Linked DNA regions of Mus musculus: region 1 is linked to region 2. A link is a contact called in public HiChIP or PLAC-seq data. All regions are on one chromosome and are shown on one strand. Each heading gives the region's core, a stretch centred on a gene start, on an enhancer-like site or on the middle of the called end of the contact. The rest is flanking DNA. Distances are from core to core; before and after follow the strand shown.

The links. HiChIP or PLAC-seq counts read pairs in DNA pulled down with a chosen protein or histone mark.
Region 1: a contact with region 2 is called in an H3K27ac HiChIP or PLAC-seq map of VIP interneurons, with 8 times the contacts expected there. The contact joins two enhancer-like sites. A contact is called at or near these places in 5 of 39 promoter capture datasets (cranial neural crest, frontonasal cranial neural crest, hippocampal neurons and 2 more) and 6 of 115 datasets of contacts at active chromatin or transcription factors (SST interneurons, VIP interneurons, astrocytes and 3 more).

The regions. Positions count from the first base shown.
Region 1 is chr3:73,045,050-73,047,749 of GRCm38.p6, reverse strand. It overlaps Slitrk3 (SLIT and NTRK-like family, member 3), which reads left to right. Exons shown (of 2, transcript NM_001357851.1): 2 at 1-481. Among named protein-coding and RNA genes, the nearest start is that of Slitrk3, 11 kb to the left of the region's middle. Within about 2 kb of position 1,304, at least 3 of the 459 cell types and tissues checked have an H3K27ac peak or open chromatin away from gene starts, as enhancers often do. A contact at or near this core is called in VIP interneurons, where this site is marked.
Region 2 is chr3:70,800,960-70,803,659 of GRCm38.p6, reverse strand. The region is part of intron 1 of Gm6634 (predicted gene 6634); the gene reads left to right. Among named protein-coding and RNA genes, the nearest start is that of Gm6634, 5.0 kb to the left of the region's middle. Within about 2 kb of position 1,264, at least 38 of the 459 cell types and tissues checked have an H3K27ac peak or open chromatin away from gene starts, as enhancers often do. A contact at or near this core is called in VIP interneurons, where this site is marked.

The DNA.
Region 1 (2,700 bases), core at 55-2,554, 2.2 Mb before region 2:
ACGCTTAGTTCGGGTTTGATCTATTTCTTCCTCTACATAGCTCCACGTGCCCTTCACTCCTAGTGTACAGCTCACGGCATCTCTCCTACCACCCTGGGAAAAGTCACATTCGAGGCTGGATCCTACTGAAGTCAAGGCTTGTTCGTTTAACAGCTGGAGACACACCTAGGGTTGAGCCACCCTCCTCGTGACATTTCATCTTGATGTCAAGATTTTTGAGAACATCTGCACTTTCTTATACATATATATATAAATATAAATATATGATATTAAAAAATAAAAAAGCAACTGGGTATATATCACTAACAGCTTTGTAGGAAGCACTTTTAATGTTTTCTCTCTCACACACAAAGATTCAAAGGAAATGTGCATATATTTATTCTGTAATTTCAGTGATTATAAATTGTAAAGGTAATGTTTAATCATTGTATAGTGATTATGCGTCTGGTATAGCTTTCCTAATAAAAAGTTTTTGAAAAACATAATACATTATATACAGAAGATACGAAGCTTGAACTTAAACTTCAGCTATGCCATGCTTTTCATACTCACATTTAAAGGATTTATTTTACTGGATATACAGAAAGCTAAATGATTAACAAGTTTGATGCACTGTGATATTGATAAATATTATTATTCCTTATCCATATCCCATATTAGGATTAAATTGGGGCTTGGATATTCTGATCCGTTTTTCATGGGTTGTAAATTTCAAATTCAGTTTCCCAGTGAGGCACTGTTACATAGGTGGGGTGTGACTGGGAGAAAACAAAGTGACCGGATGAGGAAATATAGGACTAATCTGGATGAGATAATCGAGCCTCTGTGGGTTTCAGACAGATGGCATGAAGGAACAGAGAAACGAAGTAGCTCTCTTTTAAATAAAAACAAGCACTAAAATTAGATCCAAGAGCAGCTTAGGTACCACCGCAAACTCCATGCTAAAACACAGCTCCAGAAAAGTCTAGGACTTCAAGTCAATGAATTGTAGAATATCTGTTTCCCGCTAAAGTTGTGAATTTTATGTTTGGACATTGTCTCCCCCCCCCCCCCGCCCCCCCCCCGCAACCACTCACAGTAAATGGACAGAGAAATGCTTGAGTTAAGAAGTTTGATTATGATTTAGTTTTATTTTTCTGTATGGCATTAAAAAGATGTTTCAAAGTTTCTTGAGGATACTTTAAGTTATGATCCATTTTCGTGTGAGCAAAACCAAAGAAAATTGAAATTTAGGACTCGTGAGGGATAAAGGCACTTATCCAGTTTGTCCAGTAGATGGCAGCAGAGCTCCAGCTATCTCCAGACAGTCACCAGAGAAGTGTGGAGTGAGGTTTGGGTTCCTTAAAGCTGCCCTTAGAAATGATCTTTACATGTTGAATGTAATTCACCATGAGTCGCTGAGGCCTTACATTCCACCATTTTCCCACAGTAAAGAAGAATACCATCAGTTTCTATATCTGTGTGGTATATGCATTCAGGTATTGAATTTATAAGATGGGGGGAAAAGTGAATGTCTAGAACTTGTTAATGCAACCATTAACTACATGCAACTATCAGTGTGGATGGATATACACAGATAAAACACACAAGTACATCAATATAAAAATGCACGTTTCAGGGATTCTTTGCATTTAATATAAGGCATATGTAATTTCAGTCCTCAACTATTCATTCTATCTTGGAGTTAATTTAGAAAGCCCATACAACTAATTACTGTCTCTTTATGTAACATGTCAAAGTGAAGTCCTCCATATTTAGTAGAGTTGAAGGCGTTATAAAACAGATGTCTTTTTTTTTGTATGCTTTCTATAGGTCACCATCGCTAGATATCTCATCTTTCAGGTTCTTTCTAACCATCCTTCCCTATTACTGATTTTTTTTTTAATAAAATGATATTACTGTTCTTAGAGGTTTTACAATCCGACTTGTGGAGTCACTTGAAACTACAGTGACTACTAACCTTCCAATTCTTCCTAATTAACCATTCTGGTGAACAGAAGAAATAAACGTAAAACTCTAGATCTTTCAAACACTAATAATGCCTTCCTAGAAAACCACCGAGTCACCCAACACAGTATATTAAACGTATCAGGTTAAATGTCACCCCTGGTGCTTTGGCATTGGAAAATAAGTCTTCATAAAGCTTATCGAAATAAAATATAACTTTATAATTGTAATACTTATAGCTTATTTATCAAATATTGAAGTAACACTGTCTTAAAATTCACCCTTGAATAATTAATAAATTCATTTATATAGTGAGAACAAATTTTTATGAGAATGAAATTTTATATTTAAGAGGACAATATTTTCCTTTCATGGATTTTTATATCCCCTGACTCAGTTACTTATTTTAATTTTGCACTAAAATTGAGTTAAAAATTTTTAGTTTATAATAACATATTATTTCCATTAAATCCCACTAATCTTATCATAAGTATGAATTAGCATCTGCTTCATTTTTCTTATTGAAGGAAATTACTTTTTTTTTTTTACAAAATAAATAACTAATTCCCTTCATAGAAATGCTCTGCTGTTGAGATCGACAAAGATCACATATATTTGCTTCTCTTCACTATTTTTTATTATTAATTAAAATGGTAGTGTTTGGAAATTGCAAATTCATTGTGGTGTCCCTTCAACTCTGACATGATTAGTGTAAAATACTGCAGATGACCAGTTTAATTCAGAACAGCTTTC
Region 2 (2,700 bases), core at 15-2,514:
TCCCATTTCCTTTGTATCTATTTCAGTTCCTTGCATAAACTTGATGACTCACTAATGGCATCAGAAACGCATTCGAGTCTCTGGAGTGGAGCTTTCTAGCCTTGAATCTCGTGCTAATCTACCTTTGCACTGGGATTCCTGTGGGACGAATTCCTTGCTTCTCTGATGATCATTCTGCTTCTCTTCATACCCAAAAACCACATTGGGATTTCTAGTTTCTCCTGTCACCAGCATCCCACTCTCTCTTCCCCATTCCTTAGGCAAACACATATGTTTCTCAGGAGTCTGTATTTTACTCTAGGCCAAAATAATAAAGTGACATGTCTGTTCCTATTTTTTAATATAAAGACCATTTTATTGAAATAAACTCACAAACAGAAATGCCATATATGCGATTTAATGTAAATTAAGACACTTGCCCAGTCCTAAATATCTTCATGAACTTCTTTCTATATAGTTAGAATATCCATTCTGAAGCCATGAAACTTCAGGGCATTATCTCTCTCTCTCTCTCTCTCTCTCTCTCTCTCTCTCTCTCTCTCTCTCTCTCTCTCTCTCTATGTATGTGTATGTGTGTGTGTGTGTGTGTGTATGTGTGTGTGTATGTGTGTGTCTGTGCATGTCTGGGTGTGTCTGTGTTTTTTGTGTGTGTCTCTCTCTCTAATTAGTGCTCTTTCATTCTGTGCTCTCTCACTCCCTTGCTATCTTTCTCACTCTCTCGCTCTTACTCTTCTTTCTTTCTTCTGGCCCCACTCTCTCCATCTCCTCTCTCCTTCCTCTCTTCGTTCTACTCCATCTTCTTTCCAGATTTATTCCTCAAAACACTTACATGCTGAGTACTTTTTGGGTGATTTCAACATTATAAATGTATATGTCTAATCTCCAAATTATTGTATGTTGTTGCAATAATTTGTAGTCATCTTCTTTTAAATATGGATCTTTAACTAACACTAAAAGTGTTATTAATTCATAATTGCTTTATTTACTGTATCTTAATTCCAATATTTTAAATTGAAGTACAGCAATACAGAAACCACTGCATGTTTGAAATATCGCTTAATATACAGTGTTCTAAGCCTTATATTTTTAATTCAGAAGGATTTATTAGAATATGACAGGAGAAGAGAGAGGCGGGGGAGGAGAGAATATGATATTTGAAAGCGCTACCAGCAAACACCAAAAAAGTTCTGTTCTGACATCTGTGTTCCAGCCCCAGTCTCCAGATCTCTGCTGAATGAAACAAGGAAATCAGTGCTGCGACCATCTGTACCAATTAACTGAATGCAAATGTCCTTGCTGCAGCTGATGGCTGGGCTCTCTGCAGCACAGCAAAGTGCTTGGAAATTCTATTTGCCATTTTGTAAAATGAGATAGGAAATATTGATCAAGGCTATAACATATGAACCCATTCAATTCAAAGAACCTGAGAGAAATGAAAGCAACAAATACTTTCAACTAAAGGATAAAGTGGTTGATGGCATATCAGTTATGCATAACTGTGGACTGCTGTTACTTTCTTAATTACATAACTGGAGAAATCTCTTTATCTGAGGGCATCCAATGGGTTGGGTCAAAAACATTCATTGGTCACTTTGATGCATGATGTTTTATACCCACAATTCTATATTATGTCATAAAGGGCTCACCTTCCTCTTTGCACCAACAAACTTATAGTGAAAAAAGGAAAGGACATGCTTGCACTTAAGTGAAGGCAATAAATTTCCTAAGTATGTGTGATAGCTCTTGCTGGTTAATTACAATTTTACCTTATGGTATTTCCTGAGACCATATATTTCTGGGTTTATATTGACAAGAAAACCATGTTTTCTTATAGATTGAGAATTATTTATATTTATTTAAAATATACTTCACTTGGATATGGTGGGCTACTAGAAGGTTACAGAAGCCGATAAACCTTGTCACTAAGAGTCAATAAATCCAGTGCCTTTACAGATTAAAGTGATCCTTGTACCAGGGAGAGTACTGGCCCTTTAAAGCTGTTCTTCAGTTCCTCTGAAGTTATGAGGAGACCCCTTAGCCCATACACTCAGCCCACTGTCTAGGCAATATTTACCTGTGTCTGTAGTTCTGTAAGATTTATTTTTCCAGTGAAAACTTTCTATAGCAAACTAAGTAGGTTTTATCCATCAACAATCTGTCATATTCTAGGAAGGGGAAATGCAGCTTTCACACGATGGAGAGAGCATTCCTTACAATGCATTGCTACCCTGAAGAAAAATAAGCTAGGTTAAGTTTAGTTTGCTTCTCATATCAAACATTGCAGCAAAATCAGCAGGGAATTTGTGTCTGCAAGGACGCAGTTAAAGTGACAGATATAGATACTGCAGTCTGGTTTCTTTCTAATTGTTCTGTCATTCAAAGCATTTGTGGGAAGATTAATAAAGAAAAACACATGATACTTAAGAATGGGAAAGACAGAAATACAAAGTGAAAAGCCACCTATCCCCCAGTCAGCCGTTTCCTGCAGTATTGCCTTTGTGTCAGTGAATTTCAATATTGTGTTAAGTACAACTCTCTTGTACTGTAATAATAGAGTCTTTCAAAATACCACAGACTAGAACAGGAGTTGGGCTCCCATGTTTTATGATGCTATTTCCCCAGGCAGCCTGGCTTACTGCACCTCATCTCGCTCGGCTTTAGCTATGGAAGGAAATATTAAGAGCTCCATCACTGCCTGAG